Linked DNA regions of Mus musculus: all the other regions are linked to region 2. Evidence: chromatin contacts called from public HiChIP or PLAC-seq data. All regions are on one chromosome and are shown on one strand. Each heading gives the region's core, a stretch centred on a gene start, on an enhancer-like site or on the middle of the called end of the contact. The rest is flanking DNA. Distances are from core to core; before and after follow the strand shown. Region 1 overlaps Lhfp (lipoma HMGIC fusion partner). Region 2 has its middle 66 kb from the start of Gm38537. Region 3 has its middle 99 kb from the start of Gm40048.

The links. HiChIP or PLAC-seq counts read pairs in DNA pulled down with a chosen protein or histone mark.
Region 1: an H3K27ac HiChIP or PLAC-seq map of large pre-B cells shows a contact between it and region 2, with 3 times the contacts expected there. The contact joins two enhancer-like sites.
Region 3: an H3K27ac HiChIP or PLAC-seq map of large pre-B cells shows a contact between it and region 2, with 3 times the contacts expected there. The contact joins two enhancer-like sites. A contact is called at or near these places in 1 of 115 datasets of contacts at active chromatin or transcription factors (large pre-B cells) and 1 of 9 other capture datasets (embryonic stem cells).

The regions. Positions count from the first base shown.
Region 1 is chr3:53,233,341-53,238,335 of GRCm38.p6, reverse strand. The region is part of intron 3 of Lhfp (lipoma HMGIC fusion partner); the gene reads right to left. Among named protein-coding and RNA genes, the nearest start is that of C130075A20Rik, 140 kb to the right of the region's middle. Within about 2 kb of position 1,790, at least 9 of the 459 cell types and tissues checked have an H3K27ac peak or open chromatin away from gene starts, as enhancers often do.
Region 2 is chr3:52,398,318-52,403,072 of GRCm38.p6, reverse strand. No RefSeq gene overlaps it. Among named protein-coding and RNA genes, the nearest start is that of Gm38537, 66 kb to the left of the region's middle. Within about 2 kb of position 2,597, at least 211 of the 459 cell types and tissues checked have an H3K27ac peak or open chromatin away from gene starts, as enhancers often do.
Region 3 is chr3:53,294,543-53,298,969 of GRCm38.p6, reverse strand. No RefSeq gene overlaps it. Among named protein-coding and RNA genes, the nearest start is that of Gm40048, 99 kb to the left of the region's middle. Within about 2 kb of position 1,574, at least 8 of the 459 cell types and tissues checked have an H3K27ac peak or open chromatin away from gene starts, as enhancers often do.

The DNA of each region.
Region 1 (4,995 bases), core at 541-3,040, 840 kb before region 2:
CCAGGCTGACCCAACTTGAAAAGTTGGGAAGGGAGAGAAAAGGAGAGATGAGAGATGGGAGATGAGGGAAAGGGGGAGGGGGACAGGGAGGGAGGGAGGGAGAGAGAAGGGGGGAGGGATGCTATTGCATTACTGGGGAGCAGCTTGCCCAATGTGAACTATGGTGCTCAGAGCTATCAGTGCCAAACACGTCTGTGAGGAGAATGAGCTCAGGCTAACGCCAGCCTATAGATGACAAATGGTTGCAGCCATTCTGCAGATGGTTCTCAAACATGAACCCCAGCCTGCATCTCTGAGACCCTGCCCAGGTAAGTTTGCCTTGCCTGGTCTTGTCTTATGCCATTTGAAATGTCCTCTTTGTTTTTGTCAATTAAAATCAGATTTTTTAAATCTAACCTTAAAAGCATCCTAATTTATGTAAATGATCAGTATTTAAAATACCAGTGCGAGGGGGCTGGAGAAATGGCTAAGCAGTTAAAAGCACTATTTTTCTAGAAACCTGGACTTTGTTCCCAGCACCTACAAGGCACCCATGGTCTGTAACCCCAGATCTAGGAGAATCTGACATCTGTGGGTATGAGGCACACACACAAAGCACATATATACATGTAGTCAAAACACGCATATACATAAAAAAATCTATAAAAATAAACACTACTGAGAAAATAATAATTTGTGAGATATGAGAATGAAACATTTACTTTCTCAACATGACTACTTCTGATTCTCTTGTCAAAGATTGATAACTACGGTCAAGGTGGATGCAAGGTTGGTGGAGATTCAGACACTCACTGTCCAACCTGTTTTTAAATGAGTAAATTTATAAATACGTCTTTCTTCCTCATAAATCAGTGTCATTGGAAGATTAGCATTGCAATGCTGTCTGATTGGTCCAAGCAGTTACTACTGCAAAGCTGGCTCAAAGCTCTGGCGTTAATATGAAAACTCTGGACAAATCAGTGACAGGAAAACACCTAGGCATGCAAAGAACAAAACACCGGCATCATCAGTAAACAGTCTTTTCTTTCCTCTCTAGGACATAGACATGTCTGAGCTAGACCCTTTCTATACTGCATTAGGGCCACGAATGTAAACTTTCTATGAAGACCTTTCCTGCCTATTACATACATTTTCTGGGACAGTTAAAATGTTTGCTCTGGAGGTCCTTGCTAACTTCTAAAGTTGCTTCTACAAAACCCTGCTGAAACAGAAAATCTAAACATAAAGAAGGCTCCTTTCGGGCCGAATCCATTCACCTCCCTGCAGCCTAACCGTCCATACACCCTCAAGGACACCCAGGCTCAATCCGTACCCATGCCAATCCTATACAGCCATGAGGGTTCAGCTGTGACACCCCCCGCCCCAGGGAAGGTCATGCGGTCCTGAGTTAGTATTGGTAAATCACAACATCAAGCTGCTTTTAGCTACAAGTAAGTAATGGAAGCACACAGCGCCCTTAGGGAAATGAACATCGGTGTGTGAGCAATGTCTGAAAGGTCCAAGGGAAGACAAGATTCAGAGGTGACAGATCTTGGGCTGGCTCTGTTGTCCACCTCTGCTCCTCTCTGCTGCTTACGTACTCCCTTCTGGAGTGTGTGTGAGTGTGTGTGTGTGTGTGTGTGTGTGTGTGTGTGTGTGTCTCGAGGCCAGGGTAGGACAGCATGGTTTTGGTTCCTCTCCTATAGGCATGTGACCCTTTTCTCCAAAACCTCAGATAGCATCTCTAGAGTCACTGACTCCGTGATGCACAGACTGGTGTGGGTCACAGGGGATCTGCAGTGCTCACCACATGATTTTCCTCTGCTGCCCATCAAGGCATTTATATAGCACAGTAGCATAACAGAACAGGGCTGTGTGTACAGTTGCTTTTCCACTGTCCCAAGGGCATCACCGGCTGCTGTAAGGATCAGTGAATGAGCATACCCTTTCAAAGAGGAACAATTTTCTAATGTGTGACAGGTCATGTTTGGCTGGGATCACACATCATCTTCCTGTCGTTCCACTGTCTGCCTTTGTAAATAAATATTGCCCTTTGTCCATAATCTTTCATGTTCCAGTTGCTGGGTTGAGTAGTCGTGGCAGAGACGCATCATTCGCCATGTTGGAAGCATTACAATCTGGCTCTTTCTAGAAATGCTGTCCTACCTCTAGCCGAATCTCAGCAGCTGGAGTAGAACAGCATCAGCAAGGCAATCAGCATGAATGATGTAACAGCCACACTTCCCGTCTAACACGCTTCAGAAGTCTTAATTCCATCACACCTCTTGGTGTGATAAAGGGGTTGTTTTAGCTCACAGTCCATCAGAGCAGAGCAGTCAGAGCAGCAGGAGCCTGAGGGAGTTGGCCACATGTCACCCATAATTAAGAGAAAAGACAACAATGCATTCACGCCAAACCCAGCTTACTTTCTCTAATCTCATACAGTTTAGAATACCCTGAGTAGGAAGTGGTGCCACCCACAGTGGGCAGGGCTCCCCACCTTAACTAATGCAATCAAGATAACCCCCACTTGCTCACAGGCCAACCTAATCTAGACAACCACTCACTGAGACTCTCTTGCTAGGTGATGCTGGAATGTCAACTTAACAATTAAAACTGAGCAGTACAGGTGCATATTATATGTTTTATATTTGTCTCTCTTTCTAGTTTTAAGTTCCTAAAGGGCAATAAATAGTGACTTGTTTTATTTTTTACTGATGCTGTCTCCCTGGCCCCCTGTGAATGGTCTGGTGAACTCCAGGCTCTATTATCCCATGGGAGGAAGTTGTGCCAATACACTGTCTCCTTCCAGAGGAAGGAGACATAAACTCAGGTTCTCATAAGTGGCAGAAGCAAGGGGCGACTGTGGTCCTCATCAGGTATGGCTGAATGTAGGACTCTGAGTGTTCCCCGTCTGCTGGGCTTATCTACCCTGTCCTAGGGGCCTTGACAAGTTAGCATCACAGTTCGAGACATCACTAAAGTCCCGAAGCTCAGCGTGATCCCTGTAATGAGGGAGGGCGACAGTTTCCTACAGGAGGTAAGCAAGAGCAGTTATGCGGGACAGGTCTACTAATGGTTCTCTGCTTCTCCTCTGAAGTCTTTTGAAAGAAAAAGAAATGTCAGAGTTCCTAAAAATAGAACCTGTAAAAAAAAAAAAAAAAAAACAGCTCAATAAGCAAAAGCTATTTACTCAGGGGACCTAGAGCCGTTTTAATCTTGAGATAGAGTCAGTTCACCCCCCACCCCCATCATCCAGTCTAAGAGAAACTTAAAAACAAATGGGCAGAAATTAAATCACATAGGCTCTTGAATAGCTAATGTGGTTTTAGTAAATAAATAATTAGAGGCTGGAGAGACAGCTCAGAGGTTGAGAGCACTGGCTGCTCTTCCAGAGGACCTAGTTTTATTTCCAGCACTCCCATGGCAGCTCACAGCCATGCATCTCCAGGTCCAGGGCATCTGGTGCCCTCTTCTGGTCCCTGAGGGCACTGCAGGCACATTGACACATAGACATGCAGAAGAGGATGTTTTTATTTATATATGTAAATTTAAACAAATCTTGAAAAATTATTGTAAACAAAAAAAACCAGTAAAGAGGACATTCAATTTTTTTAAAATTGGACATTTTTTTTTTTGGGTGTGCACTGTTGATAAAGCACAGGATACTAGGGTCCAGCCAGTCTCCTTACCCTCTGTTAATTAATTCAACAATGCATCAAAGCAAGAGGTCAGCAGAGGACAGGATTCCGGTCAAGTTGGGGCCCGTGTTAAGAAGCTAGGAATGCTTCAAACACCAGGGAAAGGAAAAGCCAAACAACATTTTAAAATATTACCCCTGGACATAGTATGCACTATGCAAAAGCAATCCAAACTCGGGCAAGCTTGTACTCGAAGCAGGGAGAGGAGACTCAAGCTGTTGCTTGCAGTAGCTATGCATATTACACTGCTTTCTACTGAGGGCGCCGGTGTCCCCCTGAGGAAAGCAGGGTGACTGTCATCCAGTAAGCCATAGGGAAGCTACTTCATTTTCACAGTCTCACTTCTTTTTACTTTTTTCGTTATCTGCTTATTTTCTTTAAACACGGGTTAGCTATGCAGCTCATTATATTAACAGGAAAAAGACAGTCATCAACACCATAACATCAAAATTCAAAAATACTGATTTAGGATATGATAAACACCATGAGGCCTGTTCTCTCAGAATTTTCTTCTTGGAATCCAATGCCTTATGTGAGCGGCGGATGTCTAGGGCAGTAAATTGCACGTGATAGGGGAGGCCTGAGCAGGAGAAGCTCAGCCTCTGATCCGCATGGCAGAGGGAACAGACTGGCTGCCCCACATATGACAGACACCTTGGAGTTTTGGAGAAGAGCAGAGGCAGGAAAGATATGCTGACCTGCCTGAGCCCTTCTGCCCAGACAGGTCATGAAACCCAAGAAGACTGTGAACTCCCTCTAAGCAGGGCATAAAAGCCACACGTGTCTGCACCTGAAGGGTATCCATGTCTCGTTAACAGGCATACACAGAGGGAGACGGACACATGGCCTTGCTATTACCGTTGGCTCACATCCCACAGAGCCCTGTCCAATCACAGCTCTCTGTGACTACCTAATTACTCATGCTATTACTATTGGCTCACATCCCACACAGCCCTGTCCAATCACAGCTCTCTGTGACTACCTAATTACTCATGCTATTACTATTGGCTCACATCCCACACAGCCCTGTCCAATCACAGCTCTCTGTGACTATCTAATTACTCATGCTATTACTATTGGCTCACACCACACAGCCCTGTCCAATCAGAGCTCTCTGTGACTACCTAATTACTCATGCTATTACTATTGGCTCACACACCACACAGCTCTGCCCAATCACAGCTCTCTGTGACTACCTACTTGCCCATTAACCCTGCACCAGGAAGCCATGGGTTTAGCATCTGCACAATGTCTTTACCTTCTCATCAGAGCAGAGGTCCTATAACACTTATTTTAAATACATGCACATGCTTTT
Region 2 (4,755 bases), core at 1,348-3,847:
CTTAGCTTCTGTTAAACTGCTTGCTTGTGCAAAACCTCCCCTGTAGCTAAGAGAGAGAGCAGGATGTAGTTTTTGCCTTAAAAAACCCCTTACCCTAAATACTTGGAGCTACATGTGGACCCTGCGTAACTGAGTTTAGTACCCGCCAGACTTTCGATTCACTAGAGTCTGAGTGGTCTTCCCATTACAATAGAATGCACAGAAGAAAAAAAAAATCATTGGTAAGATTTTAATTTTTGTTGTTGTTGTTAATTTATCTCAACAAAAGTTCACTGGGACTCGATTTAAAAAGTTTGCCAGAGACAAGGAATGGCCTGGCTCTCTGTCACTGTGTTACCATGGGGCTGGCTGTTACTGCAATCCCATGGGGCTGACACTGTCATTGTACTGCCATACCAGCCCAAATGCTCTGTGTTTCTAGAAGCAGAAATGGTATTTGGCATTTTGATTGGCAACCCTAGTTGGGCTATTACCTGTGATGTCTGGGATGGGCTCTGTTCACATAAGCATCAGATAATCTTCCGACCATCTATCTACCTATTAATCTGCCTATCTATCTATCTATCTATCTATCTATCTATCTATCTATCTATCTATCTGTTGTTCAAGACAGGATTCTCACTATGTAGCTCTGTTTGCCCTGGAACTCACTGTAACATGGAACAGCCAGCCTATCTATCTATCTATCTATCTATCTGTTGTTTAAGACAGGATTCTCACTATATAGCTCTGTTTGCCCTGGAACTCACTGTAACCTAGAACAGCCTCGGAACTCACAGAGACCCCTGCCTCTGTCTCCTGAGTGCTGGGATTAAAGGTGCCACACCTGTGCTTGGCTTTTTCAAAGAGCCTCACTTTTAAAGTTTTGTGAACGTCCAGAAATGAAACTTTAGAAAAACGTTTTGAGGCCAGTAAATTCCAAGGCCATCTTCGATTCTGTCTGGTCCCGAGGACTCATTTCTATGTCCTGGGATATTTATGATTTTGCATCAAACAGGATAACTAAAGTAAAACAGAAATAGAAAAAGTTTCAGTGCCCTGCCTACAGCTTCTAAAAGTTAACTATTTGGCAATGCTTCCCAGTCCTTAAACGCTATTCCCGAGGAGAGCGAACACTTCTAGCACCTCCCTCGCCCATTCTGGCGTTCTGCCCCTCCCAAGCCACCTGGCCCCAGTTCCTGACGCCCACCCAAGTGGTCCTGCCTCAAGGGTCATCCAGCTGAGCTCCCACTGTGCCTGTGAGCCTCTTCCAGGGATGTCCCCACTGAGGCGTGTGAACAAATGCCCTGTACAGACTCCCAGGCACAGGCAGAGCAAAGCAAGACAGCTTTGAGGCATCTGCCAAGGAGGGCGAAGGCCGGCTTTGAAAGCACTTCTCCGAGAGTTTGCCAACTCGTGGGACTTGGCAAGCCCAGACAACAGCGCTAAGGCAGAGAAAGCCCCTGGATCGGCCTCCCAGGAGGGCTCCACGCCCACCCCCACCCCCTTCTCTTTTCACCAGACCCAAGAGATGCAGGCCTGGTGAGGGAGCCGGTGGGCTCAGGCCTGATGAACGGAGGCTACCTCTCAGCGGCCCCATCCCCACCCCATCACGGCTGCCGCCCTCAATCGGGAAGCACGCCTCTCTCCTGCTAGCTAATGGCTGAGAAAAGGGCAGCGGTTTTCCAAGTTTGTGGGGCACGCAGGAGTGGCCAGGCAAGGACTGAGATCAGACAGAGGTGACAGAAGTATGAAAAGGAAGCAGTAAAAATCCGCCAGCCACAGGCGACGCCCTCTCTGCTCTGGGCGACAGTCAGGCCCGTGATTCAGCGCGAATAAAGAGCCCATAGGGGGAGTCTGGTTGGGAGTTGAGTGCGCCAAACTTTGTCATAACTCAGATTCTTCATCTGTGAAAGAGGCATGAAAGACTTGCGCCCTTGGGAGCCACTCGGTAAAGTCTCCTCGTTTAATCAATTCACAAATTGCAAATCTAAATCCTAAATGCCCAATCCACTGGTCTGCAGTAATGGACGAATAAGGACAGGCTGTTTGTTTTCCCTGCCCTGCTCTCCAAGGCCCCAGACTCACAGCGGGCAGGACGTTCTTCCTGTGGCTGCCAGAAAGAGTGCAGAGGGCAGTGTTATTCAAGGTCATTTGCAAGAGGCGAGGACCTACCTGCCACAAAGGGTCCTTGAGAAAATGCAAATGGCCTAGGATTTAAGGCAGGACTCCCACTGGGAAGAGCAACCCGGGGCACCTGGAAAATTTAAAAGTAGAAAAGAAAGCCTGTAGCCTGCAGAGGTAGGTCGGGGGCAGAACTGTCAGCCCTGGATTATTCTAGCCCCATCAACGCTAAAAAAAAAAAAAAAAAAAAATTGAAAATTAAGCACCAGGTCACTCTAGAGGGCAGAGTGAGGATTTAAAGTGTTTCTGGCCTATAGGGAAAGACACACCCTCCAGGTGGCAGAACTACCATACACCCTCAAGGCAGTTAAGAAGGGAACCATTCCAGTCAGGACTCCCAAGAGGGGCTGGGGGCAGAAGTCAGCTCTCTGTCGACCTGCTCTGGGCACCCTTACCTCCCCTGGGTGATTCTGAGTGCAACTGCTGGTTCGTGTCAAAATCTGACCGGAGGCCACGCACAGGTGCAGGAGCACAGGAAGGCATCCTCGGAAGGAAGCCGCCTTGCCTGATTTAGCTAGATTTTTGTTTTTCCTTTGTGGCTTTGAAGTGGCAGTTTCTAGGGAAACCTCGACACCCTCTGAAGGGGTAGGGGGGGTGGTGCGTTGGAAGGTGGGGGGGGGGGGGCGACTAAGGACTGCAGGACATCTCCGAACTGAGGCCACAAGGCTATCAGATAAGCCCAGGCCTGGGGCAAGTTAAGAGCCAATCTGTTGACACTGGAGATGAGAGCAGCACTCCTGTCCTCTGATCTGGCAGCCAGCAGAGTGGCCAGACCAACACACGCCTGACTGATGCCTGAAGATGCCGAGGAAGGGCTGAGGGGACAGAAGACCAAGCAACTGACTTCTCTTAGGAGGCTTCCCAGAGGGCTTCCTGGAAGAGGTGGCTCTTGTGTTTGTTACTGAATGAAGGGTCGGATTTCCATAGCTAGGGAAGGCAGGTAGAGGGGAAAACAGAAGCCCAAACCGACAGTAATAAGAACAAACCCATGGCTAGATTATAGGGTGAGAGGCTTGGGGGAGGGGGGGGGCGAGCATCCCAGCCAGTTTCAAGATGTTGAAAATGAGGACGAGGACAATTCTGAGGGAGAGAAGAGCATTCCTAATTCTGTCTGTACGTTAACTCAGGCCACACTGCAGAGACAGGCAGTGTTTGGAATCCTCTAGAAGACCTGACTGAGTGAGAGAAGAAGCTGAAGCACGGAGTCTGAGCCAGTGGTATGAGGGTAGGGAAAAGGTGACCCAGGTTATAGATCAGACAGGCTGGGCACCGGAAGTAAAACTATGCACCTGTGACAACAAAAAACAAACAGAACTGGCATGGGGAGTAAGGAGGGTGTTGTTGAATTTGGTGAATTTGGGGGAAGAAACAAGTTTGAGCTACAAACTCAGTTCTGGAGAGCGGCTAATGAATTAAGTAACCAGCTGATGCTGTCAAAGCTAAGACCAATTGCTAGTGACCCAGGTTGCTGCCTACGGGACTCTGCCTAGATTGGTGGTTGCAGCAGTCATTAGGTGAGTCCTCAGACACTGGAGTATGTCATGTTAACAACACAAGGGCTTCACTCTGTTTTGCATCAGCACCTCCAGACTGACAACGGTTGACGTTACCCAGTAACAAAAAGTCAAAGTCAAAAAGTCCTTTTGTAAGGGTCAATGGTTCACTGGAGAAGGATACTCCGGACTCAAATAGTATGTAAATGCAAAGAGTGTTTTATTCTGCAGAAGTCCAGCATGCTGGGGGCCTCCCATTACTGAGATAGAGAGACAACCAAATGAGCTCGCAGGCCTGATTTAAAGCACATTAGGGGATTCAGGGTATGTAACCTATATCTTGCTGCATCTCTAGGGACAATCCATTGCCAGGGCTTGGGGGCTGGAAACTGTCGCTGTGGAAGTAACTGAGGAGGTCTGAAAATGGCTGCTGACCCATTGTCCTTGCCTCAGGCCAGGTGGCATGGCAGCTTCTGAGGTGTGAACTTGCCCAGTTCTTGGAAATAGAGATTTAGGCCTTGTCTCCTGAACTGCCAATTTGAAACCTGTCATGGCATCAGTCTAGCCTGCTCACTTTAACTTAACTTCTTTCTCATTAATTAACTAGAGATAGTCCTTTTGGTAAATAGTCTCTAATTGATGTTAATTCCCAGCTGCCAGCAGAAAGGTCAGTGAGATTAGCCTGGGTGGGGAGTGGGGGGGTGGGGGGGGAGAGCAGAGCATATGGAGAAATGAAGAGGGAAGGGGTGAGGGGCGTGGATGGCCGGAGCAGAGGCTAAATGGTGTAGCTGCGGAGGTGGTTATAGGAAAAATGTTAAGATGAACACAGAGGCACCCTGGGCTGGCCTTCCCCCTCCAACAGGGAGAACACCGACCCTTGGGGTTTAGAGTTTGGCCTAATAGTTCACTCTCAGGTAAGGGTCACGCACTCCTCCTCAGGTTGTCTGGCTATAACCTTTGACCCCCACAACCTGTCTGACCTACACAATCATTTCAAAATGGGCTGATGCTTGCTAAAGCATCCCATGAAGAACAACATAGGCATGGGCTGAAACTCGGGAGGGAGCATGTACTAACAGCACCTAAGAGGCCTCCCGCC
Region 3 (4,427 bases), core at 325-2,824, 900 kb before region 2:
TCCTTCAAAGTATCATTTTCATGACATTGAAAAAAATCATCTTTTTACATCAAAACTAAGACTCTGGGAAGATTTGTGCGAACATCATGGTTTGTTGTCTTTCTATCATCAGAAGACCTCAAATAATTTTCTATGTGGTCGGGATGATAACAACTTAGTCATGTGACTAGTGGCCATGCTTAATATAATCCATAGTGAGAACACTGGCAGCAAATAGGAGTGGTAGTCTCATCTGTAAGCCTAGAAGCAGCTGTTGGTTTACAAGGACCTAGAAACACACTCCTTAATTTCTTTCTACTTCCACAATAGTTAAGTCTTACAGAGGCTAAAACCCTGTTCACATAGATACTTAAGACCAGTCATAGAGGATCCTGAAGGAAAATTACGTTCACACTCTTCAAGGGCACTTGTCTGTCTGTGCGACTTCTGATGCTCTCAGAGAAGACGCCATGCAACTTTAACATCAAGTCTGTGCTGGAGGAAAGCTAAGTGCCCACTGAGTGATGAATGACTAAGGAAGAGATGGCGCACATACTGAGTAGAAGAGAAAGCAGTCATAGAAGCATTACATCCTGTCATTGCAATACACCGACGGAGCTGGAAATCACTATGTTTAGAGAAATAAGTGAGGGCCAGCTTGGTGCTACCACTCAGGTAGAATCTAAAAGTAAAGTTGATCTCACAGAAATAGACAGGAGAATGGTGAAAGCCAGAGAAAGCAAGCGAGTGAGCAGCATTCCTCTATGGTTTCTGCTTGAGGTCCTGTCCTGACATCCTTTTATAAGATTATAATGTGTTTGATGTAATAAACCCTTTCCTCCCCAAGTCACTTTTGGTGGTTGTGTTTATCACGCCAACAGAAAGCAAACTAGGGCATGTGTGTGTGTCTTGATTTATACATCATGACATCATGTGACTCCTCTAAACACAGCTTCTATAAATACCAAAGGGGAGAGAGCTCCCCCTTGTAAGAAACTCTGAGGTTTATGTTTATAGGTAACTACCCACTCAGATATAACCTTAGACACACTTTGTTTTAAAGCATTGCAAGCTCATGTCCTCTCTTAGGCATGCCATCCAACACTGTAGCATTGTAAACTTCACACTGGACTGCATGGGTGAAGTGGGGTAAAGGAAGACTCTAATGCCCTGGGCGGCTTCTCTGTTGCAGGGGATCAGAGCCCAGGCCTTTGTGGTTGTGGAGCAAACAGTTTTCTAAGCCATGATGGTTTTGCCCTCAACAATGAGGGTCGTTCTGCTCTCATGACTCCGCTTCTCTTCTTTTACACGAAGAAGCCCCGTGGGATCAGAAAACGGGGAGGTTTGTTCTTCTGAAGTAGAATAGGGACAAACTGGAGGGTGCTCTGCTTCAGGTCCCAGGAATCATATCCACCCCAGTGATTAGTATCCATTAATGTCTGGGGGCCATTTACTCAGAGTTAATTACTTATAACAATCTGAAAGGAGATACAGATTGAAACCAGAATAAAAACAAATCATTCCAGAACGGTACGCTCTGCACAGGTGCCAGGCTGGGCTTGTCAGCTGGCAGTCAGTTCCTTAGAAACTGGTGGCTCACAAGCCCTGTGTAAGAGTGTCGGGCAACTTCCTAACTGCACGGGCTTGGCGAATCTCATAAGTCCTCCTTTAGACTGTGACCTTTTAATTAATGTGGACCAATCTACTGTCTCTGGGGGTTAATTATGATGTTTGATTCCTGATCCCCATGTGGTAATGAAATAAACTCTGAAAAACCCACTCACAGTGTGTCAGACCAGGTATCCGTGTACGAGCTGGATCATGCATTTGTGGGTTGGGAGCCAGGAGAGCCAGCTGCCACTGTGAAGTTATCTGTATCATTTGATTATTGCTGTAGCAGTAAATTACCACAGTTGAGTTTTACATAATACTAATTTATTATACTCATTCCTGTAAGAAGTCACGGACTAGTCAGGCTCAATTGTAGCCAGTCTTTGTTACTTTGTGGGTTCTTCTTTTTTTCATCCTTCATCTTTAGGGAAGTCTTATCCTTCATTTCCCTGGATTTACCCCCCATCACTAGATAATAAATCTTTCTTTTTGTTTCTTCTTTGAACACAACTACTAACAAACCAGAACCAACCCCCTGCATGACCAACAATCACCACCAACTTCCTCTCAGGGCCCTAAGCACTTATGCACCCTCTGAAAAGTTCCCAGAATTCCAAACATCACCCAATTGCAGAAATTATCTGCAGCTGGCAAAACCGTGCTTCTGCTAGAGCATGGGGGGAATTATGGTCCGCTACTGCCCATCATCCAAAGCAGCCCCTCATCCTTATACCTGGGGCTAAAATGACTGAAAACATCACTCAACTCAACCAGGTTTCCAGGTAGAATCTCAAGGGTCTGTGACAGCACAGTTCAGCGAGGCTCAGACCCCGCTTCCGTGATGGCCGGTCCTTACCGGATCTGCTCATGGTTCTCCCCTGGCAAAGGCAGCAGTGCTGGTGTTTTAGTTGATGCTCTGTTGCTGTGAAGAGACGCCACACCTATGGCAATTCTTATAAAGGCAAACACTTAATTGGGACTGGCTAGCAGGTCCAGTAGTTTAGTCCACTCTTGTCATGGTGAGAAGCACGCAGGCGCTCATGCTAGCAGACATGCTACTAGACAGGAGCCAAGAGTTCTACATTTAGATCAGCAGGCAGTGGGAAGAGAAAGAGGAAGCCACTGGGCCTGGCTTGAACTTCTGAAACCTCAAAGCCCACCCACCTATTACAACAAGGCCACACCTCCTAATTCCTATCAAGTCGTGCTAATCCCTTAGGACCAAGCATCTAAATATATGAACCTCTGGGGGCCATTCCTATTCAAGCCACCACAGTGGTTAGGACAAATATATGTGTGCCACTCTTGTACCTTTATGCAGGGCTACCTTGCAATGCTTGTTGTGGTGGTTCCTAGACATCACAGCCAGGCAGGACTATTGGTTACTTCACTCCTGTGGCAGTTTGTATAGCACCATCCACTCCCATGAGATCTGGCCCCCAGGGAAGACGCTTTCAGGTCAGACCCAGCTTGGATCCTCTGAGTCGAGTCCTGTGTTAGACAGGTATGGTGTCTTTGGCAGTAGGGATTATGTCATCCTCTGGGAGGTAAACAAGGTAGCTTATGCTGCTTGGGGAGTCTCGTGGACTCCCCTGGCCAAAAATGCTTGATATTGGGATATTTGTTAGATGGGATGACTTTTGTTTTTAAAAGGCAGAACAGAACTTTCAGTAAATAGGGGTGACTGGCCTAGATCCATGAGGCAGAGGTACGGTGTGGGTACAGGAATGGGAACCCCAGAGCAGTGGTTCATAGTGGAAAGAAGTCTGAATTTTCACTAGAATATGTTATTTTGTTCTATTGAAAGCTGTGGGGCAAGAGCAAGAGGTACATATTACCTATCCTGATGCAATAATATATTGAAAATCAAGTGTTCCAGTTGGCTGACTCACAAACATCAAATAATAAAATAAACTCCTATAGCTAAAAGCCAGTGATAATATTTCATATTCTGTTAGTAGCATTATTGAGTAGCTAAAGACTTACTTGGTTTAAAGACTTCATATGTATATGTGAAATGAAAAGACTTAAAACGATTAAGCGGTTTCAAAAGCACATTAAACACAATTATGTGTTGAGCGGTGGCAGAAAGAATGAAAAGGAACTTATTTCCCGTCTTCAAGCCACTTGAAACTTAGTAGGGTAAGTTAACCCAAGACAGCAAGAAAGAAAAAAAATTAATAAAGCATCACAGATCAAAATGATGTGCTTGGCTCCCCTCCTGTGAGGCCATTATAGAGAGATCTTTCAGCAGTAAAGAGATAATTAAGGTTTTGACCCTCTCTGATGCTAATAACTCCCACAGGACAAAGAAGCGTCTCTTGTTCCAGAAGCTCTCAGCCACCCACAGTGGCCACAGGCTCAGAGCATGATGGGAGCTTTCTGTTCCCGCCCAGCACACAACATGGGTGCACAGAGGTCAAAAGCCCAGCTCTCGGCCCTTCCGTCAGCACGGTTGTGCTTCTACTTGACTGACTTTAGAATCACGTGGAGACACATCTCTGGAAGCAGGGAAGGCTCTCCCTGAGCAGGAGCTGTTCCCTGCTCTAATGGGTTGCAGTCCTGGTGTGAATAAAAGGAAAAGTCAGTCTTGGCCCCAGTGGTCATCTTAGCCTCCTGACTATGTGCAGAGTGCTACCTCACACATCCTGTTCCCATGTCTTCCCTTCCATGCTGGGTTGTACCCTCAAACCATGAGACAAAATGAACCTTTCCTCATTAAATTGCATTTGTCACAGAAATGCTATATATATATGCAGTGTATATTATATATACTATATATTCTCCATATGTATATGTATATGAATATGATGTATCCATATGATGTATATATGTGA